Linked DNA regions of Mus musculus: region 1 is linked to region 2. A link is a contact called in public Micro-C data. All regions are on one chromosome and are shown on one strand. Each heading gives the region's core, a stretch centred on a gene start, on an enhancer-like site or on the middle of the called end of the contact. The rest is flanking DNA. Distances are from core to core; before and after follow the strand shown. Region 1 overlaps Ryr3 (ryanodine receptor 3). Region 2 overlaps Ryr3 (ryanodine receptor 3).

Region 1 (6,474 bases), core at 3,302-5,801, 88 kb after region 2:
TGGTTGTTGTCATCAGCATAAGTAGGAACACTTGAGAGAACTGGAGATGAGTATAGCTCCACATAGAACAGAGATGCTGGCTCATGGTTTCCTTTTGTCTATAAGTACACGATAGGGAGATGACTGTGCATGGCCCTGCCTTAAAAATGTGTTCACTGTTGCAAGCCGAACAATGGTCCCATCCTTCAATGGCTGCCCACTCCAATCCAGCATGGTTTGGTACAGCAATTAAACTTATTAAGCAGCCCAACTTCATGTGGGAGGAGTTTTAACAGCAGATGTCCCAAGTGCTTAGATATTCTAGCAGCTCCCACTAAAGGAAGACCCTCAATGGCCTTTCTGGAATACGGTTCAGCTTCCTAAGCAAACAGAAGAGTGAGACATTCGATTTTACTTGTTCTTTTCCAGCAGTGAGTTCAAAGAAAGAGAAAAAAATAAACAACAAGCTTCCTGCCCAATGAAGCATCTGTGTTAAGCACACACAAGGATGTGTTTGGGCATAAACTCCAGGCAATGCAATGATCAGAAAGCTATTGACACTTCCAGAAGTGTTCAGTTTCTTGAACACAACAAATGCAGCACCAGCAGCTGCCGCTGCCTCTTTCGCTGACCTCTACCAGCCCTAGGAAATTGCTGCCCAGAAATAATGAATGCTCTTGGCATGGAGACTCTGTCACTTTAGACAAATCAGGCAGATTTTCAGGATCACACCCAGTAATGTTCTTGGGCTCCCTCCCCCCTCTTCCTGACAATTGCCAATCGGCTGATAATCCCTACCTTGTCACAAGCCCATTTATCATGAGAATGCTCAGCATACTTGGTGACAATGTATTCCAATTTTTCAGGCAAGGAAAAACTGAATTGAGAGAGAGAGAGAGAGAAAAAAAAAACCAAACCATTATAGATTCCGTAAGCATTTTAACTAGACATGGCAGATGGCAGGTTGAAGTAGCACTTTGCTGTCACTCATGGGATTCGCTGTCACTCATGGGATTGCCCATCACATAGCTTAAGCTACTTTAGACACAGTGATACTACTGAGCAGGGTGGTGAGGCCAGTGTTGTGTTTCAGGCACCCACCCAGGTCTGACCACAGGGTTTCTCTGCCGAATTATCTGCACATAGGTAGCCTTCCTCCAGCTGCTCTGGGCTCTCCTGGCTCCACTGTGGTTACAGAGCCAGCTCTGGTCTCTGTCAATGAGAATCTTGTCATCCTACAGCTCCAGTCTAGATTGTGTAGCTAGAAGGTCAGATGTTACAAAATACTGGTTGTCTCTCAGTTTGAATTAGTGACACATTGTGACTAGTGTTTTGAAGACCCAGTAGATGCCTGTCATTTCTGTTTGCCTAACAGCTTTTATCCATTCTTCAATTTCCTGTGTGTCAGATGGTCTTTTGGTATTGCATATGATGTTAGGTGCATGGCCAGCAAGGTCAGGTCTATGACTAGATGGATCAAATTCACTTGAATCTAGAATTCAATGAGACAGGGGCGTCTCAAGGTGATTCATCCAATGGAGACAGCTGACGGTTGTCATTGTCCTTGGGGAGGCTTGGCTCATGAACTTTTTATTAGGTTCTGGCTATGACTCTGTGTCCTGGTAATCAGGGCTTCTTTGTTTAGAGATAAGACTAGTGTTGTCCTCACATTACTCAATTTACTGATGCCTAAGGTTTGTTTGAAGCAACAAGAGCTGTCAAAGCACTATGAAGCTTGCTTGTCGTTGGCACTCGATTGCTAGAGGGATGTTGATAATGTCTAACACATCCGCTCCTCACTTCACTTACTCTATCAGCTTCGTGGGCGCTTACATTTTTACAAAGGCAAACTTCTCTAAAGCTAGTGTCTGTTTTCTTTTCTTGCCCAATCTTCCATTTTTACCACATTCTTTATTTCTTCCCTGTAGGAGGCCCGATTCTGTTTCTCACCAGGCCCTCAATCAAGGTCTCCTCCAGTGGAATATGCACTTAATTTCTCAATGACAAACTTTATACTTTAGCAGAGCTGACACACCCAGGAAAGGTTTAGGCTCTTATCTGAGAACCGCTGTCACCAAACACAGGTCCGGGCGTTCATATGAGATAGGTCATTTACTAGCTCATTTTGAAGAGCTTTGTCCTCTTTGTTAAAATGTACCCAGGGATGAAGTCAGTCTGCTCTGGGCACATGCTTTGGAACTGTGCCTCAAAGTCTAACCCAGCAATTATTTTGCCCCAAGGATAAATTGACTTGTATTTGCAGTTGGATGAGAGCACCTGTTGGTCTGTTGAGAAACAGTAAAGGGTTCTAGATACTCATGGGAAGAAATTTTAAGGCACCACTGTAGGGTAGCTGCAAAGATCTGGCATCATTTAGCATGGCAAAGAGCAGATCCAATTTCTCAAAGGTCCACAAGCATTCTACTACCACTGAGGGCTTCTTAAGGTTCTGCTCTTACTATGGAGTTGTTTTGGTATTATTATACCTCTATAGGCCTGATTTGTAAAGAACAAAGTTGTTTTTTTTTGTTTGTCAAAAAAACTTATTAATAAATTAATTTAATCACTTATCAGGGTGGGCTTTGTAATGCCTCAGACAACATTTATTTTTGTGAGTGTGTCTCTTTCATGTATTAAACCAACCCCTCCCAAAAGCCTGAGATATAAGTAATATAGTATATAATCAGATATGGATGGATTAAATCTTGTTCCTGATGTGACTTATAATGTCAAAGGAGATGGTGAGCAGGGTTGGCAGGAGGGAAAATGCAAGTTTTACTGTAGTCTGAAAGAAAGTAATTGGCTACTCTATGGAATATAGAAACAGTTTAGAAGTGGCGTTGAACTTACTTCATGGTGTTGATAGGTTTGGGGTCAAAGTTTCCATCTGCATCCACTGAGACCTGCTTCTCCAATGTGGCTGTAATTCTCGTATCTAAATAGTCTGGTGGCAAGGCCCCAGCAATAGCACTGAGACAAGGCAGGGCCATTCGGAAAAGGTCCAGGTCATATTTCTGTGAGGAAAAACAGAGCACTCCAATAGACAGACCAGAACCACAGCTGTCATAGAGAATCATTCTCTTACCAATAGAAATAGACACAAAGGATGCATTTGCAGGTTGACTTTCTATACTCGCTACAGAAAACTAAAGAATTCTTGGAGGATGGAATGACAATCTATAAAGCCCCCAAGTTGCCATTCACTTTAAGTTGAAGAATTTTAAAGGTCTAAATCAATGTTAATCCAAATACATTTAAAGAATATCCGAGGTTAAGATGGCTTTCCCTGGGCTAAAATGGGTTATAAACTTTCCTGCTAAGAATAGTTATGGGCAATGACCCAACCTATGACCAGGGAGGGAACTTTGAAAATCTTATAAGCTCCACAGTGGTAGGTAGAGATTTGTACTAATATTTTACCCACTGGTGTGACATAAATCTCAGACAAAGGTAACTTAAGGAAGGAAGGCAGGCTTTCTTGTGACTTTGAGGGGACATAGGTCAGCAAGGTGGAGGAAGAGTCTGAGGCATCTGGTCACATTCTCCATCAGATAGTACAGGGAATGGGACTAGACTATAACCCTCCACAGAGAAAGACGACAAGAGTGTTAAGTCATTGAACTGGAAGCAGAAAGGGCTTTTGGAACTTGCTCTGGTAGCTGCTTTCCCATGTGTGAGCTCAGTAAGCCTGGCACATTGTGTAATGACTCTGAGGACTAGGTAGTTCCTGTTCCGGTGTCCTGGGGAGCCGGTGGGGAAGGGGCTTAAAGAATTAACATGATATGCTTGTGAGGTCCTTAGCAGTCTATAGAGAAGAGTGAAAGCAAACGGATGTCAGTTCCTGCATGCTTAAGTCACCGGGGCCATGGTTTCCTCAGGAAGCAGTCATTACCTTGTGGGAGAGGGAGTCAAAGATCCCCCAGAAGAGCTTCTCAGTGAGGTGCAGCTCCTCCTCCACAGCCAGCCCATAGCTCCCCCATCCCGAAGGCAGGCAGTAATACTTCCAGCACTGCTCGTAGTGATTTGTCAGAAGCTGGGAGTGTCAGGACGGGAGGGCACCAGCCACAAGGACATCCGCAGGCACCAGAGACATGCAGGGAGAAGAAAACAGAGTGGGAAATCCTGGGGGTGATGGTGGTGGTGGTGGTGGGGTAAACCAGTATTTGAAGGAGTTGGGTTGTCAACAGAGAGGCTCTTCAGATGCCTGTGGGGAAGGGTCTTCTCTCACACCTAATGAGCCAGGCTGAGCTGCATCTGCCTGATTCATTCTCCTGCCTCCTGATGTGCTCCCAGGTAGTTACTGAAAAATGGAGAGCAGTCAATCCCTGCTTGAAATGAGAAAACGTTGCCCTTTGAAAGGAGTCTCAGTGTGCTGTTCTAGTCAGTCAGATGTGCGAATAGTTTCATACGATTACAGACGATCCTGGAATATCCTGGGCTGTGCTGATATGGGGAGGGGAGAGTGGGCAGAGAATGGCGGGTCTGAGGATTAATGTTGATGGCTGTCTGTGGCTTTCTGGTCTCTCCCTGGCCCTCATCCAGCTCAATGGTGGGACACCAGTTCCATAGCTCACCAGGAGAGGGCACACTACACTAGTAACACACATTTCTAGTAGGTGCCACATCTAAGGGGGGAAACATGCCTATCAGGTGAGACGTTAGTGTGACTTTACTTTGTGGTCCCAGCAATGCCTCTCAGGAGCCAGCATCAGCTGACAGCAGAGGTCTGTAGAGAAACAATGCCAAGTTTAGGACATCACATGTTTCAGCAACAGGACACTTTGAGATTAAGATCCAGAGCTGTTGAAGTTAGAAGGAAAACTGAGTCCTGGGAGAACTGAGAACCTCTGTGATTGTGTAAATCTTCCTGCCTGGTTATGGGACTGAACCAATGGCTTCTGAGAGTTCTAGTAACCCCAATAAATATTCTGTTAAAACCCTGCTTGAATTATTTCTTAAAAGAAAAGAAACAGAAGGAAATTGTCAGTGTGGCTGGTCTGCAATGGCCACCAATTTTGATCCTACCCAGGACTAGATAATATGGGGCTATAAGAGACAAGTTATAGGAATAAGAAAGTAAATTAAAAAAAATTCTGTGTTCTTTTCATTAACAAATAGGAAAAGAAAAAAGAAAAAGAAATTCAAAGCATCTGTAACAAGAGGGAAAAAAAGCACAAAACCACGATGAAAAGGGACATTTTAGATCCTCTGAATAAAAGACCATAGGGAGAGCTGGAGTTCTGGCTGCTCTCAGAGGACCCTGGTCTGATTCCTGGCCACAAGTGGAGACTCAGAACCGTGTATAATTCCAGTCCCATGGAAGCTAACACCTTCTTCTGGCCTCTATTGGTACTGCGTGCATATGTTGCCCAGACATACATGTAGGGAAAATTCTGGTACACACAAAATACTAAAAGAAGTAATAATAGAGAGAGAGAGAGAGAGAGAGAGAGAGAGAGAGAGAGAGAGAGAATACACATTTCGGTTCTCTAATTGTGTGCACTCTGTGCAGCCCCGCCCCGCCTGTGCCATGAACGGCACTTCTATGGTGAGCATGATGCTTACCTTAAGGGGCATCTTGCAGTACTCGCTGAGCTGTGGCACGTCAAAAACCAGACGACGCAGGAGTTGCTGTAACATGGAAGGTCTCAAATGACTGCAGTATAGAGTAAGAAAACAGAAAGATGGGACAAAGTAAATACAGAACGGTGAAGAGAGGAAGGGAGGAGAAACAAAGGACAATGGGGGGAAAAAAAGCACATATTAGTACCAGCAAGAGGACTCGGTGGGCTAGAATGCTTAGTGTGCAAACCTGTATTTGATCCCTTCCCATTCCAGAAGGGTGCCATGGCACTCCGGCCGAGTCAGCCTGTCAGGCAGGGATGCCTAAAAGCTGCTCATGAGGCAAAAAGAGTTTCAAGGAAGCTCTCCTCCTGGAGTCTGGTGTCCCCTTGATTCTCCATTCCCACGTTAGTCTAGTGTATGGATCCACGTGCTCTCTTTCAGTATCATCTTATTATAAGTGCCTTTTAAGATTGAATTCTGACATAGCTAAAGCCTTCCGCCAGTGTTCCAACAGTCCTAGAACGTCCTTGAGCTAGACAGTGACATTCAGAATAGCCCCTGGTATTACACTATCAATAAAAGCAAAGTCGCTCCCATATACAAGAATTTACAATGGTTTAGGAAGTAGATCGGGCTGTGGTTTTAGAGTATTGCATTATTCATGAGATGGTTAGCTAGAACGGAACTCCCTAGTTAGAACCATGACTTGGGTGTGAAAGCCCTCGCCCTAGGAGTGAAAAGTTCTCACACCTGGCTTCTAAGACTATAGCTGACCTTAGATAGGGCTGACTCTGTCTCGGTTATTTTATTGCCCAGTTCCTGCCAGTCTTTGCGTTTTCATTCCTCTGTTCTGTGTAAGAGTCATTAAGCATCCGGTTACCTCATTTGTACCTTGCGGGTATGTCACCCAACTTCCTTATTGTCTTCTGC
Region 2 (6,477 bases), core at 2,454-4,953:
TACCATTAAAATGGGAATTAGTCTGTCATACTGAGTTTTTTCATTAACCTTTTCCAGCCAAACACGTTGAAAGGTGATCAGGAAGAAATTGTTAATTTTGTGTCTGGAGAAAAGCATACAGGGTTTTGTTTGAAACACCAACACCAGAGAAACAGCATCTCTATCATCAGATAAACCCCTTTTGCCCTTTAGTCTGGAAGATTCCATGGAAGTTAGACCATCATAAAGTAGGGAAGATCTGCCTCCATTGGCACCTCCTCAGTGAGCTGGTTGCTACAAAACTGATCTGTTGTCTTCATGCCAGAGAGGATCCCCAGGCAACTGTTCTTGAGCAAATGGCTTAAGGACAGCATGCCTCATTACAGAGATTCCTTAAACTTATTCTGGCATATGTAGGTGTAGGAACACTGAAGGAACACCCAGATAGAAAGAGATGGTACCAACATCATTATTAAAAAGCTTGGTTTTTGAGAAGGATAACTTTTGGCCCGGCCCTGGAGAGGTGTTTTTAGAGCTTAGTTCTTCAAGGTACATCCACAGGCAGGGGATCTGACTGAGATCTATTTTCCTGGGGGGGGACCCTGTGGAGCAGGTCTATATCTCAGAAGCTATGCTTGCCCCATCTTCAAAGACCTAAACGAGAAGCCTCCCTTGGTTCAAGGGAAGGTACAGGATATTTTGGACAAGTGATGGCTAAGATCTACCATTTGAAGAGAGCAAAGGCCAAACAGAGGGTGGACTCTGGTCTTACAGTCTAAAGAACCATATTGGTGTATAGGATTCAGAACATTTTTGTCTGAGTCGATGTCCATGGTCAGGTGAGGCTGTTCCCAGAGACTGGGGAGTTGATGAATCAAAGCCTGTTACTCAGTCACCAGCTATGTAGATGGATTAATAACCTGCCCTCACCTACTCTCCAGTCTATCTTTGAAGAAGGAAGCTGTCTTATCACCAGATATACAGATCAAGTTCCAGTCGTGAGTATTATTATGGTGTAGCTCTGCAATGCCCTCCAAAGGTCCTGCATTGAAGGTATCAGTCTCTGCTGTCACTGGGAGGTGGTAGACTCTTTACAAATTGAAGTCTAGTGGTAGAAAATAAGGGACACACCCTTAAAGGGGATCTGAGGACTGTGTTCTACCCCTCTTTCTGCTTCCTTGCCTCTGTGAGGTAAGGAACTTTGCTCTATGCCACACCCATTGCCACAATGTTCTGCCTCACAACAGTATGAAAATGATGCTCCCATACCTATGAAATTGTGAACCAAAATAAACTGTTTTTCCTTTTAACTTGATTTGCCTCAAGTGTTTTGTCGTAGTGGAAATCTTACTAACACAGATTCCCTATGTTGACAGAAGATATGCTACATAGTTTGAGGAAAAAAACAAAAACTAATCCCTCCACCCAAACCACACAATTTTTACTTCAAAGTACTAAAGACCAAGGTAAGCACATTGTGTTCCTAACTAGCCTCTGGGTATCTCTAGCCTTTCTCCCTCTTTTTGGTTTTAGACAGAGACTGGCTATATAGCCCAGGCTAGATTCACATTCATGATCTTCCTGTACCTTCTGATTACAGGCATGTGCCACCACATCTAGCTACCCCTCTTTTCATCTTGATGGTAAGTACACTGTGATGAAGGGTTCTCAGATTACAGTTTTTAATTAATTAATTAGTTAATTAATTAGTTAGTTAATTAAAATTAATTAATTTTTGCCTTTGGTGAAGAATAGTAAATTTTGTCATTTCACCCAGTGACTGAGCACGGAAATGATGAAGTTTGGGCTAAGGTATTTTAGAAAACAGTTCCCTGTTCTCAGAGTCCTTTGTGTTCTCACAGAAGCCCCTATGTCAGCAGAAGCAGAGAACCTCAGTGTGTATTGTTGGGAGGCTGTGAAGGCCCAGGACGAGGCATCCTCACCTGCCTCCAACCTTACCTTGACTGCTTAGTAGACCATTATACATTATGTCTGCAAGGCACCATAAGCCAAGGACCCCAATTCCTATTGTTAGGATCAAGCTGTCCATAGAGAGCTCAGCTGTAGGAAAACACTTTAACTCCTCTCTTGGGCTCACCTGGCAGACAAAAGTGATGGAGAACCTACCTGGGCAGATTGTAGAGGGGAGCCATCCTGAAACAGGCCACCACTGCCCGTTTCCGTTGCTTTGACAACAATTTGTGCCATACAGCCTTTTTGGACCTCAAAGGCTGTTCCACCTAAGAAGAAATCACGTGAGTAGGCACATAGTAGGTCAATCTGAGTGGCAGACTCAGTAGCTCAGACAATGAACTCTGGAATAATATTGGTTTTACAACTGAAGTTAGCAAAAATGTTCCCAGCAGTCATTCTTGTGTGGCAGGCAGTCCTAGGTTTTCTCTATTTTCTCAGATTCTACTAGACATGGATTGCAGTTTTACAAATGGCAAAGAGCTGTAATAAGTCTTTTGAAGTCATACTAAGAAGTCATAAAAAACACAAGGGAAAGCTGAAGGGACTGATGTATTAGGCACCAGGCAACATTTGGGGGTGTGGGATAACTTCCAATGGCTGTCTTTTGCCTGAAGGGGTCTCCTGTAACTGAGAGCGGAGGACAGGGAAGAAGGTTCTATCCTCCAGAGCAGTCTTGCTTACACACTCCTCAGAGCAAACACTCAGAGCAGAGCATACCTGCTCAAGGTGGAAGAGAGCTGCCGAAATGCTCTGCACCCGCTCCACCGTCTTTTCTGGATTAGAAGGCTCGTCATTCCTCAGAACGTCCTTGTAGAGGTTCAGTTGCCATTTCACAGCTGGGTCATCAGACTAAAAGTTGAAGCACATCCATGAGATGAGCAATTTCTGTGCCTCTTGTGCTAAGAAATACTTTTAGTTCTACCAGGGTTCCATATGTTAAGACTCGTTTTTATTATACTTTCCTTTCTCCCTTCCTCTCCTTTCTTTCAAATATATATATATGCTATTATTTATGTATATGTGTGCCTAACTCTGGAGCTTTCGGTGCTTGTGGATGCCAGAGGGGGCCAGATTCCTTGGAGTTGGAACTGTGTAATGTGGGTGCTGGGAATTGAACTTGTGTCCTCTGGAAGAGCATCAGGTGCTCTTAACTGCTGAGCCATCTCTTCTGTCCCTCTCCTTCTTTCTTAAGCCTACAACATATAGATGCAAGACATGAGCTTCATGTTCCCCATGCCTTTACCACTTTGTGCTACATTTTGGATGATTTCTGTAAAACAATCTTCCAGTTTCTCGATTCTGTGTTCAGGTATGCCTACCTTGTATCTTATGCCTACATATTAAGGTTTAAATTTCGAGAGTATGTATTTGTACAATCCTATGCTATTGAAAGAGTAGTAAACTCAATGCTCCAAGGTATGCTAATCATAAAACAGATAGCAACATTCCTTCCTCCACCCACCCGCTTCCTGGGTTCAAAGAGTGTTCATTCAAAGAAAGTCACCCTGACCCACCCTGACCATTGCTGGAACCCACTATGCAAAGGTGCTATTGCTAGGGGCTCTTAGATTGTTAGGGGCTCTTAGAAACTGTCTTGAGAGATAACCTGACACTTGTGACTTTGCACTTCCTTGTGACTCTTAACTGGTATTTTTGGTATTTTCCAACAAAGGTCAAGATGTCCTAGCTAACTTCTTAGCTTCTGTTGAACTTCCTGTTTGTGAGGAACCCCCTGCAGCTAACCACTTATCTTAGCTTCACTCCTTGCTTCAAACTGCCTGCTTTTGCAAAGCTCCCTGCAGCTGCTGAGACAGATGTCAGGACAGGGCTTTTGCTTTTCAGAACCCTGTGTTCTGAGCTCTTGGAGCTACCCCAAGGTCTTCGAACACTTGGGTGTGGTCCCAGCTGGCTGAAATAAAGACTTTCAATTGACAATACACTGTGTCTGAGTGGTCTCTGGTGAGCTCCCTGTTAGATCCCCACTGTCAAGATTTAGAACTTCTTAATTTTTGGCAGTTATGATTTTTTTTTGTCATTTGTTTTTCCTAGAGTATTTTATCTTCCATTGTTACACATTTTTAGAAGAAAGAATCAGTATTTTTGTTTTTCCTCATTCTCTTAGGGTATAATGTCCCCAAACAGAGCTGTTCAGAATTGCAGAACTGGAGAAATCTCAAGTTGCCTTTAAATTCCCTCTATCTTTTAAATTTATTTATTTATTTACTTTTTTTTTTCTCCCAAGACACAAACTTATTTTCTTTCAAAAGCTTTCCAGAGTAGCAGGTGCTAAAATGTCCACCCAGGAGCCTCTTTCTCTGTTCCACAAACATTGCAGTCAATAGATTCAGAGACTTAATCCGAACACCCCCTGAGATGGCCTGCTGTTCATTAGAAAGTGTAACACATACTTATCCTTGGCCTCTTTGCAATAGTAAAGGAAAAAACTAAAATTAAAGACATGGCTGTAAAGCTTAGCCTTTCTCTGTTTCTCTCTCTGTTTCTCTCTCTGTTTCTCTCTCTCTCTCTCTCTCTCTGTGTGTGTGTGTGTGTGTGTGTGTGTGTGTGTGTGTGTGTGTGTGTGTGTGTGTTTTGAGACAGGGCTTTCTGTAGCCCAGGCTGTGCTCACACTTGCTATGATAACCAACCCTGGCCTTAAACTCCTGCTCCTCATACCCTTGCCTCCCATTTGTAGCAATGAAACAGCTTTAAGAATACAGAACTTTAAAACTTGAGTGACATGTGATGTGGCATACATCTATAATCTTAGCACTTGGGAGGCTGAGGTAAGAGGGTCTCAATATTGAGGCTAGCCTAGGCTCCATAGTAAGACTGTATCTTAACAGTCAGATATACAAAGTAAACTAAGCGGGAGGACAGGTCCTCCAGCTAGCAGGACAGCCTGTGAGAGATGAAGCATCACCTTCTCCTGCAGGTGCAGGTTATTCCGAAGATGTTCCTTGACTTCTTCATCAGTGTCCCTCTGTGGAAAGATGGGAAATTTTATTCCTGTGGATCACCTTTAAAATGCAGCATAGGGTACAGGGAAGTATGGCTGGTCAGTGCACAATTTAACGGGGAACTTTCTTAGAAGAACAGGAGAGATGTAAATGAGACTTACCCCAAGTTACTGACTCCCAGACAGCTTTACAAAGTGTGTACCTCAACCCCTGCCCCTCAGAGGACTACCACCGTAAAGGAAGAGTACCGCCCACTCCTCACAGCCTTCCCTCTGCACTCAGCTGGACCACAGAAGCAGCTTACACAGCTGTATCGTGATTTTGCGAGTGAGATGAGCTCCTGGTCGCCTGGAGTACACATGTTCAGACCAATGGGCAGCATTTTCTTGAGCGCAGCCACGATAAGGGACGTCTGGATGGAATACAAGTCTCCTCGCCTCTTTGTCTTCTTCCGTTCCTGGTCCTGTCCTCCAGACTAGGAGATGATGTTGAAATAAAGAGAGGGGCTCAGTGACTCTCTGAAAGGAACTGCCTCAGCTCAGGGGTAGCTTGCTTCCTTGAGGCCCTGTCCGTACAGGTTGGGCCTTACTACATTTCAAAGAACAGTAAAAGAACAAAAACAAAAAATATGTTAAGCAAAACCAAACCAGATGGCCATTAAAGACCAGCCCAAACCCGAGCCTTCTCTTCTGTACATGCACACAAAACCACAGTAGCTAGACACACAGCACAGACATCCACAGTATTTATTGGCTTACTTGATTCTGCTCCAAAGGGACAATAGTCACAACAAAAGGAATGATTTTTATAATAGGTAAAATAACTCCCACAAGCAACAGTGCCCTTCCACTGGGATACCAGTTAACATGTGGAAGAGCGTCTATCACAGAACCAGTGGCCTGTTTCCATGGCTGAAGCTGGTATTCGATAGCCCAGGCGTGCCACACGGCCTCTCCACCACGGAGCAATACAAATTCTTACAGGAAAATCAAGACTAGGACTGCTTTGGGATCTGGCTTGGTATGTGGAGAAACGATACATGAAATAAAGGAATTCTCTAAGCCTTTGGGAGTTCTTCTAAGTTTAATTTTATTTTTAATTTTTGCTTATTTGCACTTACACGTGTCTCTGTGTGGGTATGTGCACATGAGTTAGGGTCCCACAGAGGCCAGGAGAGGGTATCCAGTGCCCTGGAGCTGGAGTTTCAGGAGGGTGGGAGCTGCCTGAGGTGGGTGCTGGGAGTTGAACTGGGGTCCTCTGCAAGAGTAGCAAGTGCTCTTAACTACTGAGTCATCACTCCAGCTGATGAGAGCTCAGGCTTTGTCATTCTTTGTAGAGTTCACTCAGCAAAGTATTAGTGGTTTTTGTTGTGTTGGTGGTGTTGGTGGTGGTTGCAGTTTCATCATTTTGTTTTGAGACAGGTCTAACTCTGAAGCCTGTGTTGGCCTCAGACTTGTGCCATTCCTGCTTCAGCCTGTCTATTCCCAGGCTTCCAGGTGTAAACTACATACCTGGCTCTAAGTGAAAAATGTAAGAGAGAAATCCGACTTGCTTCACTATATGATGA

The links. Hi-C and Micro-C count contacts between places; a contact is called where the count stands out from the background.
Region 1: a Micro-C map of trophoblast stem cells shows a contact between it and region 2, with 2.6 times the contacts expected there. The contact joins two enhancer-like sites. A contact is called at or near these places in 1 of 15 datasets of contacts at CTCF or cohesin (CD8 T cells), 6 of 484 Hi-C or Micro-C datasets (embryonic stem cells and trophoblast stem cells), 2 of 115 datasets of contacts at active chromatin or transcription factors (both in embryonic stem cells) and 1 of 9 other capture datasets (embryonic stem cells).

Annotation. Positions count from the first base shown.
Region 1 is chr2:112,760,695-112,767,168 of GRCm38.p6, forward strand. Ryr3 (ryanodine receptor 3) reads right to left here. Exons shown (of 104, transcript NM_001319156.1): 49 at 5,545-5,635; 50 at 3,872-4,012; 51 at 2,830-2,993; 52 at 778-856. Among named protein-coding and RNA genes, the nearest start is that of Gm22676, 260 kb to the left of the region's middle. Within about 2 kb of position 4,552, at least 8 of the 459 cell types and tissues checked have an H3K27ac peak or open chromatin away from gene starts, as enhancers often do. A contact at or near this core is called in trophoblast stem cells, where this site is marked.
Region 2 is chr2:112,673,163-112,679,639 of GRCm38.p6, forward strand. It overlaps Ryr3 (ryanodine receptor 3), which reads right to left. Exons shown (of 104, transcript NM_001319156.1): 71 at 5,215-5,385; 72 at 4,874-4,933; 73 at 2,671-2,802; 74 at 2,107-2,219. Among named protein-coding and RNA genes, the nearest start is that of Gm22676, 180 kb to the left of the region's middle. Within about 2 kb of position 3,704, at least 43 of the 459 cell types and tissues checked have an H3K27ac peak or open chromatin away from gene starts, as enhancers often do. A contact at or near this core is called in trophoblast stem cells, where this site is marked.